Regions from separate parts of the Canis lupus genome. Here region 2 is linked to region 1. A link is a contact called in public Hi-C data. All regions are on one chromosome and are shown on one strand. The core of a region is the stretch at or near the end of the contact, and the rest is flanking DNA. Distances in the headings are between cores, read along the strand shown. Region 1 has its middle 6.5 kb from the start of TRNAK-CUU. Region 2 has its middle 68 kb from the start of TRNAK-CUU.

Region 1 (5,468 bases), core at 999-3,498:
TTGTGAAAAATCCTGCTGAGTGTGAAAAGACAAGCTACCCATTGGCAGAAAATGTTGTAACCCACGTCTTCAAAGGACTAATATCTAGAACATATAAAGAATTTTCAAAAATCAGTACTATTAGCTTAATATAGAGACCAAAGTATGGAGAATTATAAAACACACAATATTATAAAAGACAAAATCTTGGGCCATCCCTGGGCTCTATGCTATTTTGCCACATAGTTTTCTGTGAATTATCTTATTTTACTCTCATAACCTTTTGCAGTAGTAATGTAGAAAACACATATTATTTCCTGGTAAATAATTAAATAATTAGATTATTGAATAGCTGAATGAATAAATTAATGTATGAGTGAATGGATGGTGCTGTAGACTAAATGCCTATGTTTCCTCCAAAAATTCATACACTGAAACCTAATCCCCACTGCGATGGTATATGCAAGTAAGCCTTTGGGAGATGCTCAGGTCATGAGAATGAAGTCCTCATGAATGGGATTTGTGCCCATATAAAAGACATCACAGAGCTCCCTCAGTGATTCTACCTTGTGAGTACACGTCAAGAGAATGGTCATCTTTGAGCCAGGGAACAGCCTTCACCAGATCTGGACTGTGTTGGTACTTTGATCTTGGAATTCTCAGCCCCCAGGAATGTGAGAAATAAATGTCTGTTGTTCAAGCCTCCCAGTCTGTGGTATTCTATTGCATATTCTATTATAGCAGTCCAAATGGACTAAGACAAATGGATGGAAGGATGGATGTATGTATGTTTGGAATTGGATGAAGTGTGGAACATGTAAAAATTGTTAAAGCACAGGGCATTTATAAGCATGAAGTTAAGTAGTTTATTTTAAGTGAATTTTGGTCACAAGACCAATTTAAAGTCCTTGGGCCCAGGCAGAAGGATGCAGGAAGTTCAAAGAAAAACAAAAATGAGTCACACCCTGTAACTATAAACAAGAACTCCTTACATACTAGGCATTTTTGGAAATAGTGTATAATTTTTTGCGGTAAGTACAAGATAAAGACTTTTGTTTAGAACTTTTCCTGTTACCCGCTGCATGTTCTGATCATCTGCAAGGCTGTGTATCTTTTATCGCTCAGACTTGTGGCTGACCACGCCTAGGAAATCAGCTACTCGTTTTTAATGTAGCAGGAAATGCAATGGCAAGCTTTCTGATACGAAAGACCACCAATGGAGCAACACATGTGCTTGAATTACCATTTGCCTGCCTTTGACCCTTGACATGACTTGACCTTCAGCTTCTGAGCATTCTCTTTCCTAGCTTTGGTTCAGAGGTCACCACACTTGACCTCTGACTCCTAACTTGGTTTGGGTTGTAGTGCACAATCTGTAGTCCCCCAAGGTCCAGAAAAGCCTTTTTACTAGTTCCCACCGGCTGTTGTCTGCTTTGTTCTCGCTCTCCAGGTGTGGCCAATTGAAATATGCAGCCACTAACAATCGTATGGCCCATTCAAGTTGCCTTGTGCCTCGTGTACTGCCTTTGATTGAATGCTAATAATTATTACCGTGAATGCCCATTTCCTAAAATTCTAACCATACTACACTACATTCTCCATCTCATAACATTTAGGAATCCCATGAGGAGAATACCAGTTAGCCCTTCTTTTTAAAGATTAGGAAACTGAGGCTCAGCAAAATTGAAGGTAGCTGATCTAAGTTTGCACTGCCAGAAAGTGTCAGATTTAGGATGTGTAATTTGTACTCCAAATCAATTTCTCATGCGTCTATTTATTAAGCATTCCCACCATAGACCATCCCAGTGTTGGTCTGGATATTGAATATACACATGTTTAAAAAAACTAGGTTTGAGGCACCTGAGTGGCTCAGTGATTGAGCATCTGCCTTTGGCTCGGGTCGTGATCCCGGGGTCCTGGGATCGAGTCCCACATCGGGCTCCCTGGAGGGAGCCTGCTTCTCCCTCTGCCTCTCTCTCTGTGTCTCTCATGAATAAATAGATAAACCTTTAAAAAACAAAACAAAACTAGGTGTGGGTTTTAAAAGATGCTATATCCTGCAATGTTCCATGAAGCTTTGACCACCTGTAGTAGGTGCAAGATAGCCGTACCTCACCTCAAATCTCTGATACTGAGCTTAGGATATTCATAGGAAGCCATGTGACTCATGCTTGCACAATCCAGAAATACCAGGGAGCTAATGCCCTGGAGTTCACCCTTGACTAATGTGGGTAGGAGCCAACGAACCACTTCCCCTTCACGTCACCCAGCAGACGTTTCCCAAAGGCATTTGCTGGCCCTCTTCAGAAAAGTGTATAGAAATGAGCTCCCATTAACCACAGCAATGATCCACTGGACAATCCATACTAGTATCTGGTTCCTTTCTTGTTTCACTTCCCTTGTCCATCACTCCTATTCTTGGGATCCATTTCTGAAGTAACTATGCACACACTAGATTGACTCAGCCCTTGCTTCTGGAGAAACCCAGGCTGACTCTACCTATCAGTGAGTCTGAATTAGTACATTTACTGAATTTTATCATAGTTTTACGTCTTACATGAATCATCGTGTACAAGGATTAATCAAGTTTATTTGGTTTCTTGATCAGTTGATTTGGCTCCAGCAGTGGTTTTATAACACTATTCACAAATAGCCCTCTGGAATAAATTATCAACATATTTGTGTGAAGTTACTTGTTTCTCATTCATAAGGGAACTTTAATTAGCTGCTAAGTAAGATGAGTTGGGTCAGAAGTCTCCTGACTGTTAATGGTTCTTATGTGAATAGTAACTGAAATCTTTCTTTGATGATAAAAATCTATAGTAACAAATCCATAGCTGTTCTTTCACATTCTTGAACTTCCCTTCTGCCTCCTGTAAACACCATCCCTCACAAGATGTGTAATGTTTATCCCTGAATTGGTTAAGCCCTATATTCTCTATAAGAACATACTGGCCACTTTAGCTCATTTGACCACTGAGTTCACGACTGCTTGAGGTGAGGAGGTAGATAAATAGGGATGCACATTTTGGAAACGTTTCCTGGTGATTCTGATGCTCAATCACCCCTGACCTCTCCTTTACCCTCTGCCCCTTTACACACACAGGATCTCACACCTGGGTTTAGGGAAAACCTAGATGCAAACCGTGCAATGGGACAATAAAATCAATTCTACAGAACATTGCCTTTAGAATCTCCATGGATAGAAAAGTAAAACCAGATGAGTAAAGTGGGTGGAGGGAACAAAACAAAATTGAATGTCTTTCTTTCATTTTATTCATCCTTAAGAGGCCCAGAATTAAATTGCTTTTCATGAAATCTCCTTAGCAAGTAAATTTGTATAAAAGCAGATAAGCTTAGAAATTCTCACATCTTTCAGAGAAAAATATTCCAGGTAATTATAATCTAGGGATCTGGGGAATTAATGGTTGTGGTTTATTCTGAATGTCAAGCAATAAAATTATAGAAATAGAGATCATATATAGATCATATACCATGGTTGATTTTGCGTTTTAGTTGTCCTTTACATTCAAAAGCAGTCATCTAAGCTGTATGAATTAACTATTGCAGTCAGCACTGAGTTGCATTATTTGACAGAATAGCAAAATTCATCACATCAAAATAGAAAGGATTGCATTAGCTTTTTCACTGTCCTTTGTGTCTGATATAAAACCTAGCATCAATGATCTTGCAGGAGTTAAGACAGTGGACACCAAGCATCAAGAAAGACTATCTGAGTTATCTGATATAAAAATTCAATTATAAAAGTGGAAAAATACATGTGAATGTACACATGCATACAGGAATAGCAAGATGATTCCATAATCGCTAAATCTATATTTTTTAATATTTACCAAAAGCATTTATTAAATATCAGCCTCTATGTGACACTTTTCAGGATGATGCAGATTTCTCCCCTTCATACTTTTTCCCGATCTCTGCTATAGCATTTATGACACTTTATTATAGTTTGTTACATATTATCTATCTCCCTAAACAGAATAAGGGCACAGAAGACAGGCCTGTCCAGTCTGCCCTAGCATGCATGTGGCCCATGGGAGACAGCAAATCATGTTTTTGGATTCACTAATCCACGTGAATGGATTAGTGAATAATTAAAAATTATTTGGTAGTTGGATCTAGACTAATGATGTCTGAGCTTTCTTTTTGGTCTGAAGACATGGGCAGGCTCGTCTCGTCACTGAGAAGGCAGAAGTTCCGTCTCTATTATGGCTCTCCTTGCATGTCATACGTAAGCTATTAGCTTAATACAGAAACCAAACTATAAAAGATTTTATAAAACACACAGCATGCCATAAAAGACAAGTGCATGGGCCATTCCTGGGCCCTGGCTGGAATGTGTATTATTTGCCAGAGACTTTTATGTCCTTTATCTCATTTTACCCCTACAGCCCTGTGAGGCCGTTATGCCTTCCATTTCCAGATCAGGAAATGGAGGTTCAGAAATCTCAAGTAATTTGCTTCGAGAGACAAAGCCAGGCACAGAACCCAGGCTTTCAGAATCAAGGTCCAGGGTTCATTCTGTTGGAGTTCGGCTGCTTTCTTCCTTTAAGAGTATTTGTTTAGACAAATATTCCGAGGGGAAAAATATCCAAACTGCTTGGCATTGTATCAGTTCAACACGAAACAACCTGGTGATGAGCTGAATTATTCACTCTTCACTTGATTATTTTGTCATCTTGTACACACAAGCATGCTCTGGTTAAGAATGAAAAATGTCTTTCATAAGACCATTGTGAGCTCTGCCCCTGGCATGTTCCGTTCAGTACAGTGTTGTTATTTTTCTTTTAAATCTTCAGACTTCTTCCAAATGCAAAAATGACCTAAGCTCCTTTGTGTTTTCCCTCCATAATTTATTCCTGGAGTTATTCCTCATGTTGTATTTAAAATTTTTGGCATTTGCTTTTAAATGCACTTGTGATTCTTGTGGAAGCTTTAATATGGGAGATCAATATTTTTCCCCTGAAAAACATACTTTTAATTTTACACACATCAACAGACTACTATGATTTGCCCTATAGAAATCCACCTTCTAGGCAACTTTTTAAAAAAAATATGCTATTCTGCAAAATGCAGCACCTGTTCAGACGAGAAGGAAAGGAGCAAAGAGAAAAATTCATTACGTGGCACCATGAATTCTTTGATCGGTTGTCTCTTTTCTCAGAGCCATTTCCCCCCATCACCACATTTCTCAGACTCCAAATGGAGAATTATAATTCTGGAAGGTGATGGAATGAGCTGAGAGCTCCGCAGATGCTGAGGCAGCCAGTTTACTATTAGATTTCAAAGGCAACAACCCCAAACTGATGCCTGAGGAAATTTGTTTTTATTTAGATAACAGAGAACTCAAGATGAATAAAACAATAGATTTACAAGTGCTATTCAGAACTACTATGTAAATAAGTAGCTTACACAGCCAGACATAGGGATAAACAAAGGAATGTCAACTGACATTCAAATCTCATTAC
Region 2 (5,468 bases), core at 2,199-4,698, 73 kb before region 1:
AGGAAGACATGGTGAGAGGGCATTTCAGGCGGAGAGAAGATTTCACAAAGGCTCAGAAGCATGAACAGCTCTGTATATTAGAGGTGAAAGCAGCATTGTTGCTGAAGCATAAAGTTTGAAAGGAAAAGTAACGGAAGAATGAACTGGAGCAATAGAGGGAGCAGGAGTCAGGCTGCAGGGAGCTATGGCCTGGAGAATGAATGGAATCGGTCCAATTTTTGGTGCTGGTGGTCTTTACTGGGCAATTAGTCCAGATCCCATTTTACTGCCTACCATTCTTGCTTCCTGGGCTTGGCTTTCCCAGCAGAACCATTCCTCTCCACTAAGGCTGGTGATAATCAAGATCAGTGATTCTTCAGCGCTCAGCAAAACCCAGCCCCATGCAGCTCTGAACAGAAGGGCGGGGAGCTGGTGGCCCACGGGTCAGAAAAGAGGATCTGAGAGAAAGTGAAGGAACTTCAGAACAGGAAAGGCGTGCTTTAGACTTTTGGTAGTTTGGGTTTTGTTTTTTGTTTTTATTTTTGTTTCCCAGCTGAATCAGGGAGGGACCCTGGAATCGGTGCATCTGCCCTCTAAGAAATCAATGCCAGATCCAGGAAGGGGATGAAAAGAGCCTTTCCAAGGGGCGCCAGCTGCCGCGGTCCCTTCTGTCTGCTGTGGGCCCAGCAGCTGCACAGACCCCTCTTGTTGGGAGACGAGATGGGATCCTTTCAATCCCGTGACCTCAACCTCCTCCCCAGTGGCAGAGAAGAGAGAAGCTGAAATTCTTCTGACTGAGCAAGTGAGAATGTGACAGTTATTTGGGGTGACAGGTTCCCTGGCTATCGGGGCTACCGTGTGGAATGCACACACATGTGCCTGTGCCAGAGGAATGAGAAGGAGGACAAGGAGACAGGAGTGGCCCACGCTTTGATCGGTGTAATATCAATGTTTCCAGGAGACAGAGATGGGCAGAACCTTAAGCCACAACTTTCCGTCATCTCAGCAGAGGGGGCTGAATAAAGCCTCCAGCACCCCCAACCCACCCCTCCTCTCTTCCGGCTCCCGTTGGAGATTTTCAGGGTATCAGATACTCTATCAGGATCTGCTCCTTGACTTGGATTCAAGTTCAAGCCGCACTAGGTACTCAGCCTTCACAGCCTGCTGACAAGATCAGAGCAACTCTGAGTCTGCTGGAGGCTGTTCACACCCGAGCCTGCACTAACTTCGTTAGGCTCAAATCTCTACCTTTGAAATATGCAATATGCTCTATGGAAGGAAAGGGAACAAATGCAATGGAAGGAGGTGGACATGAGTATGCTCTGGACAGGATGCATCCGCTAACCGAGCCTGAGATGGTGGCAGGCCATGTAGGCTCATTTGAATGGGAGTAAAGCTCATCATGTGATTACCCACTGGACTCCACCAGATCATCTCTCATCTCCATACATCACACCACACGATATATTTGGGAGAAAGGGCCAAGCCTGTTTCCTGCTGGCAGGTGATTTGGTTTTTCTTCTCCATGAATTTTAATGGACCTTGTTTGGTGGACTCTTTATTATATATCAAAGCCTTCTTCTGTGCCAAGCTAGGATAAGCACTTTATACAGCAACGTGATAGCCTAGTTCTTAAACCACAGGCTTTGGAATCATTCCGCCAGCTTTGATCCCTTGGGACAAGTCACCTAATCTAGTCTAGTCTCGGACGTTACAGCAGAATACTACTAATAGCACTTGCCTCATTGGATTAATATGAGAATTAATGAACCTATCTATGTAATATGCTTACTTTAGTGACTTAGTGACTGACATGTAGAAAGTGCTTGAGAAATGTTGCATGCCGCTGTGAGCCATTATTGCCACTAAGTATGTGTACACCTTTCTCTTTGCAAAGTGCAAGGGGACAAGAGATTTTTCAGTTTACTTTCCAATCCAAAATCACACAACCTGTTAAATGGGAGATGTGGAGTTCTGGGGGTGGAGTGGGGTCTGTGCTGTTCAACACTATGCTAGACAGCCTCTACCAAACAGTTATTTTAATTATTATTTTATTTTATTTTATTTTATTATTTTATTGTTGTTGTTGTTGTTGTTGTTATTTGACCATTTAAATCTACCTCTCCTCTCCTTCACAAAACCATTAGCACTTCATCCAATGCATAATTTATTCCCAAATCTGCCCCTGTCTGATTCCCCTTCTCAGTTTGCAATTCTACTGTTGCATTTCCGTATTGTACTCACCGTTTTTAATGCCATCTGTTATAAGCTAGTCATTTTGCTTCCACACATTCCTAAAGATAAGACTGTTTCTTAAGAAAAAGTAGAAGAAAGCAGGAACAGATTCTCAGATGTAATCATCATGATGTGCAATGAATATCTGAGCACTTGCAGGGTCATTACACTTTCAAATATTCCTTTTCTTGTCTGCATGGCAAAGACTCAGTAACACTCTTCTAAAGACAGCTGGCTATTGTAGTCTGGGTGAAAAGCTTCACCAATAGATCTGTGCTCAGTTTTACAATGAGAGAACAAAGATGGTGTAAGCTTCAGATATATGTGTGCGTGTGGATATAAATTACATATATGTATATATTCATGTGCGCGTATATGTACATATACACACACACGTCTCTAATCATTTTGGACTATTAAAAATATATAGTTGGACTTTTATGGGCAACACTCACAAGTCACCACCATAAACTGAAGACAAACAATTCAGTCTCCTACCAACCTCTTGAATTGAAACAACTGAAATCAGGTGGTTTTTCTGGGACTTTGAAGTATAGATAATTTGAGAAGTCAGTTATTAGAAATCAATTGCTATGACATGTATGTGATACCAAATAAGGTCATTTTAGACCTAGATTATCAAATAGGGTCTTCACAATTATAACAAGACATGGTTATATAATGTCCAGCCCAGCAGCTGCAATAAATACAATGTATTTGTATAGATGTTGTCAATTGGCATGTTTTTCTGTTTTGTTTTGTTTTGTTGCTTTCTTCCTGTTGGCCACATACCTTTGGTTTCTTGGGGACAAGAGCTGTACCTTGCTCATCATACCTTTCACACTCCCTCCAGGGGTATAGTACTCGGCATATGGTTTTTACTCAGTGAAGAAGTATATTTAAGTCAAACTCTCAGTTTTTAACTTATTTTTTAATTGGGCAAGAAGTTACAAGTGTAAAAAAATGCCATTTTTTTTTCCTAAATCTTTTAAAACGGGTTCAGCATTTATTGAGTACTCATTGTGTCCAAGATGTGCTTTGGGGGAATGTAAAAAAAGTGCTGGGCAGGGACGAGGTAAGCCCATCTCTACCTTCAGGTAGCTTCCAGACTAATTGCATTATAGGGCTCTATCTAAATAATTATCAAGCTACAGATCTTACCTCTGGGCACTAAAAGTCTAGCCATATTCTTGAGACAGACATAGCATCACTTCCTGTGTTAGGCTTCACAAACAGAAAGCATTGCATACGCTGTGCCCTTCACTTTTTTTTAATGTTAGCTCTTTAGGTTGCAGAACTCAGGAAAACCACTTAAGAGGAAGTTCAACTCTCTCCCTCTTTTTTTTTTTTTGGTTTCCAATGTATAAACATACTCGATAACGTGAATTATTAAGAAACAGCTCCCTGTTGACGCAGGCTCGGGGACACTTGCTCACTCTTTCTCTAGTGACCCTTCTGACCTTTATGCCCTACGTGTTGGGATGATGCTTACAAAGTCAGGAGATACCAGGAAGGGCCTGTCCACTTACGACTGTACCAAGGGCGTTCAGTAATCATAGCTGTGCCCCTGTGATAGTATCTAGATGATAAATGGGGGGAAATGGAGATTTTAGGTAACCTAGAGCTCTCAAACACTTCAAAATGGTCATTTTCTTTTTTTTAAAAAAGATTCTATTTATTTATTTATTTGAGAGAGAGAAAGTGAGAGTGATTTTTTTTTTAAAGATTTTATTTATTTGAGAGAGAGAAAGTGAGTGTGAGAGAGGATGAGTGGTAGGGGGGTGCAGGAGAGGGAAAGGGAGAAGCAGACTCCCCCCTGGGCAGGGAGCCCACGAGAGACTCCATCCCAGAACGATGAGATCATGACCTGAGCCGAAGGTAGATGCTTCACCGACTGAGCCCCCCCACCCTGCCCCAGGCACCCCTCACAATGGTCATTTTCTGTATACCACCTCATTGGAATATTTCATTCGGGATCCATCTCTTCTACTATGTATTCTACACATATTTCCTTCACTCTGCTCGGTTTCGTTTATGTGTTAGGGACCCATGCGTGCAAAGATATAGATCCTGTCCATAAGGAATTTATATGTCTGGCTAGACGGCTTGAAGGGCACAGATGTTTTGCTCCCCACTCCTAACCCTTCTGAAGGAACAACTGTTAGCTTCTGAAACTTTATATACAGTATTTTCTTTAAGAGGAGCCCAGCAGGAAGTTCCAAAATACACTGCAGAGCATGAATAGGTTGTGAGTGACGTTACACTGTAGCTGAACACATACTGTAGCCAAGGGCAAGATAGCTCATAACTAATTATATTCATTTTGCACTTAAGAGAGACATTCAAAGTATAGATCTTAAAATGTGTAAGTTGAACTTCTGTTAAAATTACACTCTCCCTAAGGGAAATCATTCCCTTTTCTGGCTATACTTTGGGCTCTACTCATAGGCTGCCAAAACACTTCATTTAATTGGGGTGGGGGGGGGGCGGGGGGGGGGGGGAGAGAGTCCATCCAACTGTTGTCAGGGATCATGTAACAACCAGTTGTTTTGCTGATTTTTTTTTTTTTTTTAAACCTTGTAACTGTACATTTGCCTTCTGGTGACCCAGCCTGAGGCCACTTGAGAGAGACAGAATTGAAAGAGTTGATTCAAGCAGGCAACGAAAAGAAGAATGTGCATCATCACAGGCTTTTGCAAGTCTATGAAACTTCCACATACATTACCTCATGTAAGTCTGCCAGAGTCTCTGCCCATGGAGGTAGTATTACTGTCCCTGATTTTCAGATGAAATATGATTGCAAAAGTGACAGGAGTAGGACTCAAGCCTAGGTAGTCTGCTTCTAAATCTTGGTGTTTTCCCACATCACATTTCTAAAACCCAGCATGCGCTAGGATAAATCTTTGCCAGAATCATGTTTCCAATCTGGCTGTTGATACCCAAATGCCAATGTTGCTTAGTTCTCTCTTAACGTTTCATGTGCCTAAGTCAGATTCGAAGCCTGGAGTCCTCTAAAAGGAACCTCATATCAATAGGGAGCTTTAGGAACCAGGGGAACAGTATGGCATTTATTAGTAGCCTTGAGTGTCTTTTAATTAAGTACAGAAGTAAGAAATACCTTCAGTTCTAGACTTGACCTGGAATCTAATCTGTCTTATACTAGGTCACTGAAGACAACCAGTGGTGGAAGACAAAGGAATGGAACCGGGGCTTTTTTTTTTTTTTTTAAGATTCTTATATATTTATTTATTTAT

The links. Hi-C and Micro-C count contacts between places; a contact is called where the count stands out from the background.
Region 2: a Hi-C map of blood shows a contact between it and region 1, with 2.9 times the contacts expected there. The contact joins two enhancer-like sites. A contact is called at or near these places in 2 of 9 Hi-C or Micro-C datasets (both in blood).

The regions. Positions count from the first base shown.
Region 1 is chr15:33,029,476-33,034,943 of UU_Cfam_GSD_1.0, reverse strand. No RefSeq gene overlaps it. Among named protein-coding and RNA genes, the nearest start is that of TRNAK-CUU, 6.5 kb to the left of the region's middle. Within about 2 kb of position 2,248, at least 5 of the 20 cell types and tissues checked have an H3K27ac peak or open chromatin away from gene starts, as enhancers often do. A contact at or near this core is called in blood, where this site is marked.
Region 2 is chr15:33,103,446-33,108,913 of UU_Cfam_GSD_1.0, reverse strand. No RefSeq gene overlaps it. Among named protein-coding and RNA genes, the nearest start is that of TRNAK-CUU, 68 kb to the right of the region's middle. Within about 2 kb of position 3,448, at least 3 of the 20 cell types and tissues checked have an H3K27ac peak or open chromatin away from gene starts, as enhancers often do. A contact at or near this core is called in blood, where this site is marked.